Regions from separate parts of the Hordeum vulgare genome. Here region 2 is linked to region 1. The links are chromatin contacts, called in public Hi-C maps. All regions are on one chromosome and are shown on one strand. The core of a region is the stretch at or near the end of the contact, and the rest is flanking DNA. Distances in the headings are between cores, read along the strand shown.

What was found. Hi-C and Micro-C count contacts between places; a contact is called where the count stands out from the background.
Region 2: a contact with region 1 is called in a Hi-C map of leaf, with 5 times the contacts expected there. The contact joins the enhancer-like site here to the promoter of LOC123449499 in region 1. A contact is called at or near these places in 3 of 6 Hi-C or Micro-C datasets (leaf and seedling).

The regions. Positions count from the first base shown.
Region 1 is chr4H:557,861,607-557,867,947 of MorexV3_pseudomolecules_assembly, reverse strand. It overlaps LOC123449499 (serine/threonine-protein kinase EDR1), which reads right to left and starts at 2,632. Exons shown (of 13, transcript XM_045126743.1): 1 at 1,933-2,632; 2 at 552-974. The coding sequence starts at 2,367.
Region 2 is chr4H:558,266,686-558,273,026 of MorexV3_pseudomolecules_assembly, reverse strand. No RefSeq gene overlaps it. Among protein-coding and RNA genes, the nearest start is that of LOC123449502, 15 kb to the left of the region's middle. Within about 2 kb of position 3,451, at least 3 of the 3 cell types and tissues checked have open chromatin away from gene starts, as enhancers often do. A contact at or near this core is called in leaf and seedling, where this site is marked.

The DNA.
Region 1 (6,341 bases), core at 1,383-3,882:
GTTCCGGCGTAACTCCTGCAGAAACAGAAATTCATATCCACACATGCGGAAATATCCGATTATCTTCAGTCTGTATGGGTCCAGCCCATACACATTTTGGCCCAACCAAATCATATCCGCAAAAAACTAATCATCCACTACTTATGTAATCCTCGTCCCTCCGACTACACGCCTCCTACTCCCATCCTCCATGCCTGCTCAATGGCACACCTCGTTGCCTCTTCGTTGGCGCATAATTGAACAAGTTCGTTGGTTTGGTTGTGTTTTTTTGTATGGTCCAAGGGGTTTTGAGTTCCGTCAAAATTTCACTTAACATATTTGCTCTATATTCGTTTCCAGCAGTGTATGCTTCCATAATCATCTCCAGTATTTCAGTATTTGTTTCTGCTTCGGCTTAAAAATACGAAAACAAATGTGGCATCACTCAATTTCGTCGCTTCCACTCCGCTTTCATCCAAATGAGACATATTCTACAATTCTGAGGGAATGACAGGGGTACTACACGTGCACTTCCCGACATACACACATAGAGAGGGAGGGAGGGAGCTGACCTTGAAAAGTAGAGCACGGTGACGAGACAACCCTAATTTAATGCAGCCAATCGGCAACAAGCTAGTATGTAGTGAGGTTCTCAGCTGAGTGCTTGTCTCCAACCACCTTGCAAGCATGGCATTTGCATCTTTCACAGGTCCACCTAGATTATCTGTAACAAGATCAGCTATCCTTTGCACTAGGAGTGTAATATTTGCAACAGGGAAGTCCAACAAGATGCATTGCGCCACTTGCTCCATCTCCTGCAAGGCAGTATCAACGGCTCGGTTGATTACAATGACTTCAAAGCCCAGGTCCCCGATGCCTGTTTGAAGGTCTTCTAGTGATGGCATCTTCCCCTGCCTAGAGGATTCCATAGAGGGGTCAAATATGTCGTAGAAACCATCGACAACTTTCTCATTATAATCGAGAACGTTGTAGTCCTGGAAATCAGAATGGAGCACAATTGTAAATACACTCGCATAGAATTCGAGATTAATTGGTAAATCAAAGAGGGGGAAACACAGATATTTGCCTAGCAAAGGATAATAGCTACAACAACAAAGCAGCAGTGAATAGTATCTGGCACACTAAGTATATAAATGACATCAATATAACACACCTCGAAAAAAAAATAACACGTAGAAAAAGCTAGATGAGATCCAGCAGAGAATATTTTTTTTATAGATGTATATGGCAAATGGACAGCACATTTTGTTGAATGCTGAGCATGTAAGCTGAATTGCGGTCAGGAAAGAACACCGATATCTGTCTTCTCTCTATAAATAGGAAGCAGTAACAAATAGCATATCTATAGCTTGATGTGGTTGAATGAGCCACAAGCACCTCTAGCCTGGATCATTTCCATTGCCTTCTTAGTGTTTTCTACTTCTGCAGTCCACTAGCACGTGTGCAGCTGCTAACTGGTATAGAGAGGTAGCTGGTAGCACCTCTCTTCTCTGATGTGATTTTGCACTGTGGACCGATTTGAAGCTTGCTAGCAATCCAGATACAGCTACTAGCCCGCTGCTGGTGCTCTCCTACAAACCTCATTGACTGAGTTTAAATACAAGTACAGTCATATGAACAGAAATTACTTACTATATTCTACCTGAAAAAACTTTACTTATTTAGACAATGATAGAGCCTAGAAGTATGGGTTAAAGTTGTATAAATCGTGGGGGTGAACTAGCTAGCAGGTAGCACCACCGGAATCTGCCTCGACATTTGTTTGAACCATAAATCTTGATCCACATTAAGTTCGTCAATTCTGGAGACCAGCGTAATTAAGCAACCGAGACCTAATAGTACTAGTTTGTCATTAGAGATTCTGAACCGTGCGGTTCAGCATTCCAGCTCAGCAGCTCGAATGGAATCCAGCGGTGAGGAGTGGAGCCTCACCCAGTAGCGGCGGGAGAGCGAGTCGGCGGTGTGGCCGTCGTCCCGGGCGGCGGCGAAGCGGTCGCCCCCGCCGAGGCTCATGAGCTTGGCGTCCCTGATCTGGTCCCTGTCCCGGTCCCCCGCGCAGTCGCTGTTGGACGCCGACAGCGCCATGGCCAGCTGCATCTGGAACTCCTCCTCCGAGTACATGTAGTCGTCCCCGCCCGCTCCGCCTCCCCCTCTCCCACCAACCGGCGCCGTGGGCGTCGCCGCCGGCGCGGAAGGGGAGGGGGAGGAGGCCGTCGGGGCCGGCGCGGCGGAGGACAGCGCGGGCGCCGGCGCCGTGCCCGACGGGGAGCTCGCCGGCGAGGTCGACGACGGCTGCGGCTGCGACGAGGAGGCGGGGTCGCTGGACCGGTGCTGCCACTTGATCTTGCTCTTGAACAGGTTCTTCATCTTCGCTCAGCCAGGGGCTCCGAGTTCCCCCGCCCGCAGGTTTTTATCTGGCTGGCTGCAGGGCGCGTGGAGCGATGATCGACGGGGAGGGGCGGAAGAAAGTCTCCGTGTCGTGATCGCGTCGCCACCGCCAGGAGGAGGGGGACGGGGCGGGGGAAGGTGGGGAAAGCTTGCTCGGTAAGCGAGCGAGCGGGCAGATGTTTCCGAGGGGGGAGACTGCGAAAACGCGGTGTTGTGGGGTGACCTCTGCTGGGGGCTTTGGGCCGAGTTTCCGGGGGTGTTTACCCGACGAAACCGCCGGGTTTAGCACCACGCGAGTAAAGTTCACGCGGGCGGCGGGCGGCGGGCGGCGGGCGGCGGGCGGGAGCCACTGGAGACTGCGACGCGAGTGCAGCAGACCGGCGGGGGAGCCGGCCGCGGGTCGTGGGCCGGGGCCCGTCTCCCGGCGTGGTCATGTGTCGTGTGGGGGCACTGATGGGGATTGGGGGGAGGGACTTGTGGTGGACGATGACGTGCAGATAGACTAAGTCTAAAAAAAATCTTGAACTCTTAGGCCAAGTCCACCGTGCGACCCCAAACGGACATCCGTTTTATCCGAATTATGTCCGTTTGGGTAGGGAGATGGGTCGTGTCCGGCCCTGTCCTGGGATGCGCTGGACGTGCGCCCAGCGCGCGGTCGCATCCGTTTGCCCTACCTTGTCCGCCTCCAAAAGAACAACGCTTCAAATACTAGCGGCCTAGTTCACGCCAGCGCCCCTAGTTCACGCCGGCAACACAGTCAGCGGCCTACGCGTCCTCGCCGGCAACAAAGCCAGCAACCGACAACACAGTCAGCCTACAAAATGAATAGTTTTGTTTGCCGACAACACATCCAACGGCCTACACGTCCTCTCCGGCAACAAAGCAAGCGGCCGACAACACATCCAGCCTCCAAAATGAATAGTTTTGTTTGCCGGCAACACAGCCAGCGGGCGGCAACACAGCCAGCCTCCAAAATAAATCTGTTTCTCGCCGGCACCCAGCCAGCGGCCTAGCGGGCGGCACCCATGCCAGCCTCCAAAAAAGAACGGCCACGTCCGATCGGACGACCTAGTTCAGGCCGTCGGCGTCGAACATCTCCTTCTGCCTGGCCTCAAACCAGCTCCTCGTCTTCTCGCTCTTCTTGGTCAAGTCCACGCCCATGATCGCAAGGGCCACCTCCTTCGCTTTGGTTGCGGCATTCGTGGCCTCGATGTCGAGCTGCCTCTTCCCGGCCTCGACATTGGCGGCCTCGATGTCGAGCTGCCTTTGTCGGGCCGCCTCCTCCAGGTCGATCTTCCTCTTCTTCGCCGCCTCCTCCATCTCAAGCTTCTTCCTTTGAAGCTCCAGGTATTGCTTCATTTGCTCGTCCTTGCTTTGCCGCTTATTATCGTCCCTCATGTCTTTTTGAGACATCATGCCATGCAAAGTCTCATGCAAGGCCATGGATGCGGCATCACGTATGTCGTCCATCCTGGAGTTGGTCTTGCCCATCGGCCTCTTCAACGCCTCGCCATCTCCACCTCCGGCGAACTTGGCCGTCTTCTTGCCTCTCTTCCTTTGAAGTTCACCATATTGATCCTTAAACTTAGGGCAATTGTTGATGATCGCCCAACAATGTGTAAGAGTGAATGGCTTGTCATTGTGTCGGGCCTTGAATGCTTCCAAAGATTGAAATGCCTACACCACATGATCAACAAGATTTGGACATGCAAACATATACAAGGCCGAATCAAGGAAAGGACTAGGATGAGGAGAGCATACCATGTCCCCAATGCCGAGACCACTCACGAGCCGTGCTTCAACGCTCTCCAATGCGGCGCAATACTTGTTGCACTCTTGTTGGATGAACAACCACCTCTTTTGAATCGAGGTGATGCCACGTTCGCTTGTGATTTGATAGGGCTCAAACATCTTCCTTTCATGGAAAGTTTTGCGGACTCTCGTCCAAAAAACTAGGCCCTTTTGTTGTGCGCCCGTCCTCGGATCTTGGCTAATCTCCATCCAACAATTGCAAATCAACTTGTCCTCATCTTGGGTGTATTAACCCGTGCGAATGCTCTTCTTCCTCGTTTGTGCTTCCGCTCTTTGGGTGAGCTCGTCGATGAACAATGGCTCACCACTAATATCAATGTCATGGCCTTCATCTTCATCACCATCACCTTCGCAATAGATGTCATTGTCTTCATGCCACGAGTCACCATGGTCGTATTCAGCACAGTCGTCGGCCTCTTCATCGGCAACGAACTGGGCGCGGCCATCCTGACTTTGGGTCTCCTCAGGATCGTAGGCAGGGACATGCCCGCCGTTGTAGATCACATCCTCCATGAACTGGGTGCAGTAGTGGTCGTCGGGCGGTGCCATTGGTGTTGGCATTTCGTCGAACAAGACGCGGGGGGCAGCATGGTGCCCACAAACGGCGGCCGTGCTTGCTTTCTTTGCATCTCGATGGACGGCCGACCGCCGCTGATGGACCCAGGTGTGACGTTGAGGTCGATGTAGGCCGAGGGGTGTGGGTGGAAGGCGCGATCATGCTCACGTCCGGCGACCCCGAGAAACGGGTGTGGGCACCGTGCCTTGGCGGGGGAAGCCGGGCGACATAGGCGTGGTCCGCGACGTCGGCGACTGGCAGTGCGGAGACCGGGCGACCGACGAGCCTATGCTCGCCGGGCCGACGGCCGCTGCAGAGAAACCGGTCGGACGACAAATGCCAAGCATGAGGAGGGTGTGCGCTTTGTTGACGATGGCCTCCTTCTCCTCGACCTTGGCCTTTCGCCGTGCGGCCTCCATCGCATCGCACTCGGCAGAGAACTTGCGCGCGGCGGCGTTGTCCTTCACGACCGCCCTCCGGTTCCTCCTCTTCACCGATTCCGCGTCCAACTTGGCGATCTCCTCCGGCGTGCACTCCGCCTGCGGCTTCCTTGGCCTTCTTCTTCTTGGCCATTCCGGACTGGTCAATAGCCGGGCCGCCGGAATTCGGATGGGCGTCGACCATGGATGGGGGAGAGAGAGGGACGGCGGGACATGGGAGGGTTTGGGGGGGGGGGATGACGCCAAAGGGGGCGGGGGTGGGTTTTACTTTGTGCCACCGATAGGCGGGCCAGGGGCGGACAAGCGCGCGCGTCCCGCCTGTCTGCGCGCTGTCCGTTTTCACTCAAAATCGACACAAAGTTGGGCCGGGTGGGTCAAAAGCGGACACAAAACGGACAAAAGTCCGTTTGCTCCTGCGCGCTGGGCTGTTTGTTTCGTCCGTTTTACCCCAAACGGACGCGCGCAGACAGGATGGGGTCGCGCGGTGGAGTTGGCCTTAGAGCCGGTTGAAATCAAACCTTAAACTTACAATCCCTAAAATTGACACCCTGTACTTAGCAATTTCAGTCAATTCCAACCCTAAATCGACCCTAGACTATTTGTCGCACCGGGAAAAAGGTCGATCCAGGTCAGGATCAGCTACTTCTATCACTGATTGTGGCCCACATGTCATCTCTATCTTCTTCCTCTCTCACTCCCTCTCATGTGCAGATCCTCATGCATCTGTACAATATTATTGACTTATTGCGGTGGTCTGTGCTACCAACTGGAAGTGGCTTAGACGGAGGATGGGATTAGCATTCTAGTTACTCGGGATATCTATTCCTATACATGAGGTGCCCTTCAACAACACTACCAACATGCACGACCTCGTCATTTCCAGCCCTGGTGATTGTCATGTGTGCCTCGTCGTCGTATTGCGCCCGTCGTTCTACTTGGCGCCCCACGTGCATCGCGGATACAAAAAAGACACATGAGAGTCTGCTTCAACCATCGACATTCAACCAAACACATTACGTGCACAAGCATACAACCACAAATTTCAGTCAAAATCATCTCGGGTTGCCTCTCTGGCCGCGCTCGGTGCAGGAGCACTAGTTTCCGCGACCTTGCCACCGACTCCCGCATATGGCGCGAGTCCTGCC
Region 2 (6,341 bases), core at 2,202-4,701, 400 kb before region 1:
TTAATTTACTGCATGCAATCACGCGTCAAGATCTGTAGAAGATTAAAGACAAAATCAACCATGCAGACGTCTCGTCAAATCGTCGCGCTTGTCTTTTCGCAAAAATCATACTTGTCGTTTAAGCATGGCCGGCATGGTTTTTTTTTTTTCTTACTGCATGCATGCAAGCAACGAGTGAGTGACAATCATGGAAAGTTGTCTAGCCCGGGCCGAGAGATACATGATGCTAAATCTAACTAACCGCATGCAGTGCACGGATGATGCTAAAACTACTGCGCCATGCCCACTCCAGGAAGAGACGAGGACGAGGAGAGGGCAGATCGAGCATCTCGCCGGTGGCCGGTGGGAAGCAACCAACACATGCGTGCATCCATATCAACCTAGCTAGTAGTACCATAGCTTTCGCTTTGGAAGCGGGAGAAGAGGCTTTGGCTTGGGATTTGGAAAGGAACACAGGCTGAGCAATACGACCTTTGGGAATGCTCTTCTTGCGTGCGGCAGAAGCATCTGTCCCGGTCAGTCACTCACAGGGGAGAAGTACCGTGCCATAGCATAGCATAGCATACCAGCATCGCACTCTAGCTATAGCTTGCTAGTCTCCTTTTCCATGCACATCCAGTGTGCATTTATATATGCGCCCGAGCATATGTGTATTCTGACTTGTACACAGGCAATGACAACGGCATGCGTTTGGAACTTGCATGTTGTACCTGTAGTTGTCGTGCACCAGTACCACACCATGCATGCACCGAGATTCTATTTCGATTGGAAAGATGGCAAACAAATACTACTAGTATATATGAGCGAGAAACTGGACGTCAACCTCAGGAGTTAGGAGTGATGGGTGGATCGATCGGTGTGCATGCAGATGCATAGCCTCTCCGATACATGCATGCATGGTGTAGGGCTTGTCTTGTAGCCCTTGAACTTTTGCCGCCGTGCATATGGGCAGGGGGTGGATCAATGTATACATGTGTGTGTTGTTGTGCGGTGTACGTACTACGAGAGACTCAGTGACCCGTCAGTCATAGTCAGCTGTCACGTTACGCACGTACGTCGAGCGGATTGATCGGCGAGTCACGTCCAGGTCCATCCACGGTGTTTGTGCAAACTGTATGGCGCATCCTACGCCCGTAGGGTACTGTATCTAACGTGCAGCGATCGAACAGGAACTGTTCATCTTCTGTCCTCGAGCTTCTTCCAGAACGATCGGCGACGACGTACGTACGCACGGAGTAATTAAGGAGGTGAGATTTGATCGGCCGGTCACATCCTTGCTAAAGCATGCAGTGCATGCGAGTGGCCTGATCGATCGATCTATGGGCCGGCCGGGTCGGCATGCATGCAGCGCGCAGGTGAGGTTTCATGATTTCGCTCCATCACGCGATCGACGTGATCATAGGTACGTCGTGCCTCTCCTCCTCGGTCGGCGACCAGCCATGGATCCCTCTTCTCTCTTTCCTTTCGGCCACCACACCGCCACGCACGAGCTAGCTAGGATAGAACCTCGTAAAGTTACGCGCTCGCAGTTCGGTCAAGAAACTTAGTCCTATATTCTACTCCCTCCGTTACAAAATATAAAACCTTTTAAAGATTTCACTAAGAGACTACATACGGAGTAAAATGAGTGAATCTATACTCTAAAATACGTCTATGTACATCCGTATGTAATTCATAATGCAATCTTTAAAATGTCTTATATTTAGGAACGAAGGGAGTATAACAAACAACAGAAGGATTAACTACAAATATGAAAAGATAAATTTCGCATATACTTGTCCTTGTATTGTGTCAGTATGAGAATGACCTCCCTAAATTATTTATCCAAAACTATTGACCACTGTCTTAGATTTTCTCAAGATTTTGGCTGCTATTCGGAATTGCTCTATGGGTGTGATTAGGTCTCAGTTGACTCGGATTTAACCAAGTCTCGATCAAGTGACATAACATGTAAGAAAAAATAATGTTATTTTTTTGCACAAATATGAATGTAAGATTTCACAGATATAGCATCGATTGAGGCTTAACAAGACTATTACTCTATTATTCCGAAGCCAATATAATAATCTTCGTGTCTTCGGTCGATAGGTGTGACACCTCATGATGTGGTGTATGGGCCGTCGGTCAAGACGTCAAGCGGCACGACACAGTTCGCGACGTTTCGGCCCCGGACTAGTGCAAGCGGAAGGGGACCTCCTATGTGCCATCACGACGCACACAGAAGGCGTGCGGTTGGGCCGGCCCACTAAGAAACACAGCCTAAAAATCGCAAAAACGAAAACCGAAGGATCAAGAGGAATCGAACCCACAACGTCGGCTTCCACCACGAGGGATGATAGCCACCAGATCGAGTCACTAGATAGGAACAATATCGTATCGTAGTCTATTTAAGAACGTACTATTTCGCAATATTCCCATTTGAATGACTTTCCTTTCCTTTTAAAAAACAAAAATAGAAAGAGAAAGATAGAAAAATATAGGAAAATATATAGAAACATAAACACTTTTTATAGACTACTAAAAAATCTAAATATCAACCATTTTCATAATTTACAAACATTTTGCGACAAACAGGAACATGTTTTCAAATTCTGGAACAATTTTCCAAAAATACGAAACATTTTCATAAAACTACCGGAACATTTTTTCAAATTCTGGAACATTATTTCAAATTCCAGAACATTTTTTCAAATTACGGAACATTTTTTCAAATTTCTGGATATTTTTTCAAATTCCGAAACAGTTTTTCAAATTCTGAGACATTGTTTCAAGTTCCATTTTTTTCAAATTCGAAACATTTTATAAAAATCCAGAACATTGTTTCAAATTTCTAAACATTTTTTCAAATTCCAGAATATGTCTTCAAAATCCAGAACATTTTTTTAATTTCGTAACATTTTGCCAAATTCTGGAACATTTTTTAAAATTCCGGAATACTTTTTCAAATTCCAAAACATTTTCTTATATTCCTGAACATTTTCTCAAAATCATAAACATTTTTTAAGTCCCGTAACATTTTTTCAAAATCCAGAATATTTTTGAAACAGAAAAAAACAAAAAAGAAAAAAGGAAAACCGTTTCAGGGAATCTTTTAGAAAGTCCCCAAAACCAAAAAAACCGGCTAAAAACCTTTAGGCTTAGTTCGGTTAATCCCATCCATGCGGGGATCGGAGGGGATTTGCAGCGATTTTGCCTTGTAGAGGATTTAATCCCCTCAATCCCCTTTAAATCCACCTCAACCGAACAATCCTTTAGGTTTCCAAAACCGGGATTAGGGAAAATGCTAACGAACCTGCCCAAATCCCGTCGCTTGCTTGCAGCTCCTGTGCTTTTGCTCGCTAGCATCAACACGTCAAAATCGGTGGCAACAAAACTGAGCTGGCCCAAGTCTTCTGGACGGGGTGTGCGGAACCCCTGACTATTTGACGCATAATGCGTCAAATAGGGTCTTCCAAGCGGAAGTGCAACGCCCGCGCTGGACGGTCCAGCCGACTCTCCTGCTATGTGAGTATACTCAAGAAAGTGGTGGGAGCCATATCTCGCGTTAAGCGAGACAGAAGAATATCTGGCCTGGAGAGTCCATAGCAACGGGCCAGACTGTTAGCACACCTTTGAAAGAAAAAAAAGAAGAAAAAAGGAGATGGCTGGCCATTGAGTGAGCGCCGGGTTAGTGTTGAATATCTTGTTAAATGTTTGACCTTTTAAATACAAGTATAACATTTTTAAATATATGGTTAACAATTTTTCTATGCACATTTAACATTTCTCCAAATACAAATTTAACATTTTTTGAATACATGTTCACCATTTTCTCTATACACATTTCAAAGTTTTACAAATGCTTGATTAAAAAATTTAAATACTTTATAAACATTTTGTAGATACTTATCAACATTTTTTCAAAGTACTTGACTAACATTTTGGTAACCAAGATAAAAAAAACATCAATTTTAATACATGATCAACATTTTTTCCATACACATTTAATATTTCTTAAATTCTTGATTAACATTTTCAAGTACATGTTCAACATTTTGTAAAATGCTTGATTACATTTTTTTTAACACATGAACAGTTTTTTTTCCTACACATTGTATTTTGTTGTATACATTTTTCCTATACGTGACAAACACTTTATTTATACATATTTAACATTTATCAAATGATTGGTAAATATTTTTCAAATATTCCATGTATAGTGTTTTTTATAATATTATAAAGTTAAAATGAAGTAAAAAAATAGTGCAAAAATTGTCAGAACACATATACCAAATGTTTATAAATTTTGAGAGGAATTTTAAAACGTGTGTTTAAAAATGTTCATGTATACGATTTCAAGAAGTCCCTCAATCGAGCTAGTCATGCATCTCGAGTTTACTCCTTGAAGCTAGAAAAGTCCTTCAGTATCGGGTCGATGCGCCCTAGCGGGCATGTCTCCCCTATCGTGTGATACAGCCGATGATTCTACTACAGCAATGTATAACCTTGGAGAAGGGTTTTCGCTCTTACTCGTGAAGGGATGCTCAAAGGATGTGTATGTCGCCTAGTAGGGGCCGAATAGGGACTTGAACAAATGCGAAATAATACTAGCGTTTAATTTGTCAAGCACAAAATCTGAAACAATTAGACTCACCTATGTGCACCAATAACTTATTCTAAGTAAGATAAACAACTAAGTGATAGTAAGATATATAACATAAAACAATATGGCTATCACAAAGTAAAATGCATAAATAAAGGGCTCAAATAAGAGATAACTAAGCCACGCGGAGACGATGATTGTACATCGAAGTTTACACCCTTGCGAATGCTAATCTCCGTTTGAAGCGGTGTGGAGGCATAGTGCTCCCCAAGAAGCTACTAAGGCCACGGTAATCTCCTCACGTCCTAGCATAATGCAAGATGTTGTGATTCTACTAAGGGATCTTTGAGGACGGACATCGAACCCGTACAAATGGCAACCCTTGAGGAAGTCACCGAACTCGTACACTTTGGTAACCCTTGGGGGCGGTCACCGGAATGCATACAAATTACTTAGGGCAATCTCCACAACCTAATGGGAGACCCCCGACGCTTGACCGAAGCTTTATACCACAATGATTGAGATCCAAGACACCACCAACCGTCTAGGGCGCCAAAGCACCCAAGAGACACAAGATCTAGGATGCCCAAACACCCAAGAGTAATAAGCTTCTCAATTTTTTACCTCCACGTATCACTGTGGAGAACTCAAACCGATGTAATTAATGCAATGACAAGAACACACGTGGTGGTCAAGTCCCCCACTCTTAAATCCCACCACCAGAACAAAAGCTACGGAGGAATATGAGAGGAAGAACAAGGAGCTCACATAGAGAGGAAGGTGATTGGTGGAAATGTGGATCTAGGTCCCCTTTCTCTTTTACATAAAAAAGGAGCAAAAATATTTGGAGGAATCGAGAGTTAGCAAGCTCGAAGAAGGTTAGCAATGAGGGAAGAACACGAGCTCAAAGGATAGAAACCATTGGGGAAGAAGGTCCCCTTAAATAGTTCCCGTGAATCCAACTGTCATGCCTAGTGGTCATGCACAAGCAGTACTTCCACTTAGCACGGTCAACGTAACCCAACAAGACATAAATACAAGAGAGGTAGTTCTGCGAGAGGAGTAGTACCGCTTAGGGGAGCAGTACTACCGCTCGGGTGAGTAGTACTACCGCTCTAGAATCGCTTAAGCAGACTGAACAACAAAAACATAAAAATAAGCGGAAGTGGTTGCAGTAGAATGAAGCGGAAGTACCGCGCAAGCACTACTAACGCCCTACCACCACTTAAATCAGTACTGTCGCTTAAAGCAGTACTACTATCCAAGCAAAACAGAAGGAAGCTCCAATGCTGAAACTGCTATAACTTTTACAATGGACTATGAAATCAGCAAACTCAAGCTTGTTGGATAGATGGCAACAAGTACTATCCTACAACGAATGGTTATATTAAGAACAAGCAATGGAGAATAAATGCCAATAGGATAAGGAGTATGACCCTCCCAAGAATGATACGACAAAATCTCCAACACCAAAAACGCAAGGATGATGCATACGAAATCTGTTTTCGATGAACTTGAGCTTGTCAAGACGAAGACTATAAGCTCAGAAACACACATAGTGGAAAGCCAAACAAGAACCAAGAATAATTATGATGCCAAGAATGCAATAGTTTGAGATCTTTACGAACGATATGATCATTCTACTCACTCAAGAGACCCCCTCGATAGTACGACAATCAATCATATAACATTGTCTCCCGACTAACACCATGAGATTGGTAGAATAGAAAAGCTATCAACGACAAACCTTTGCCTTGTG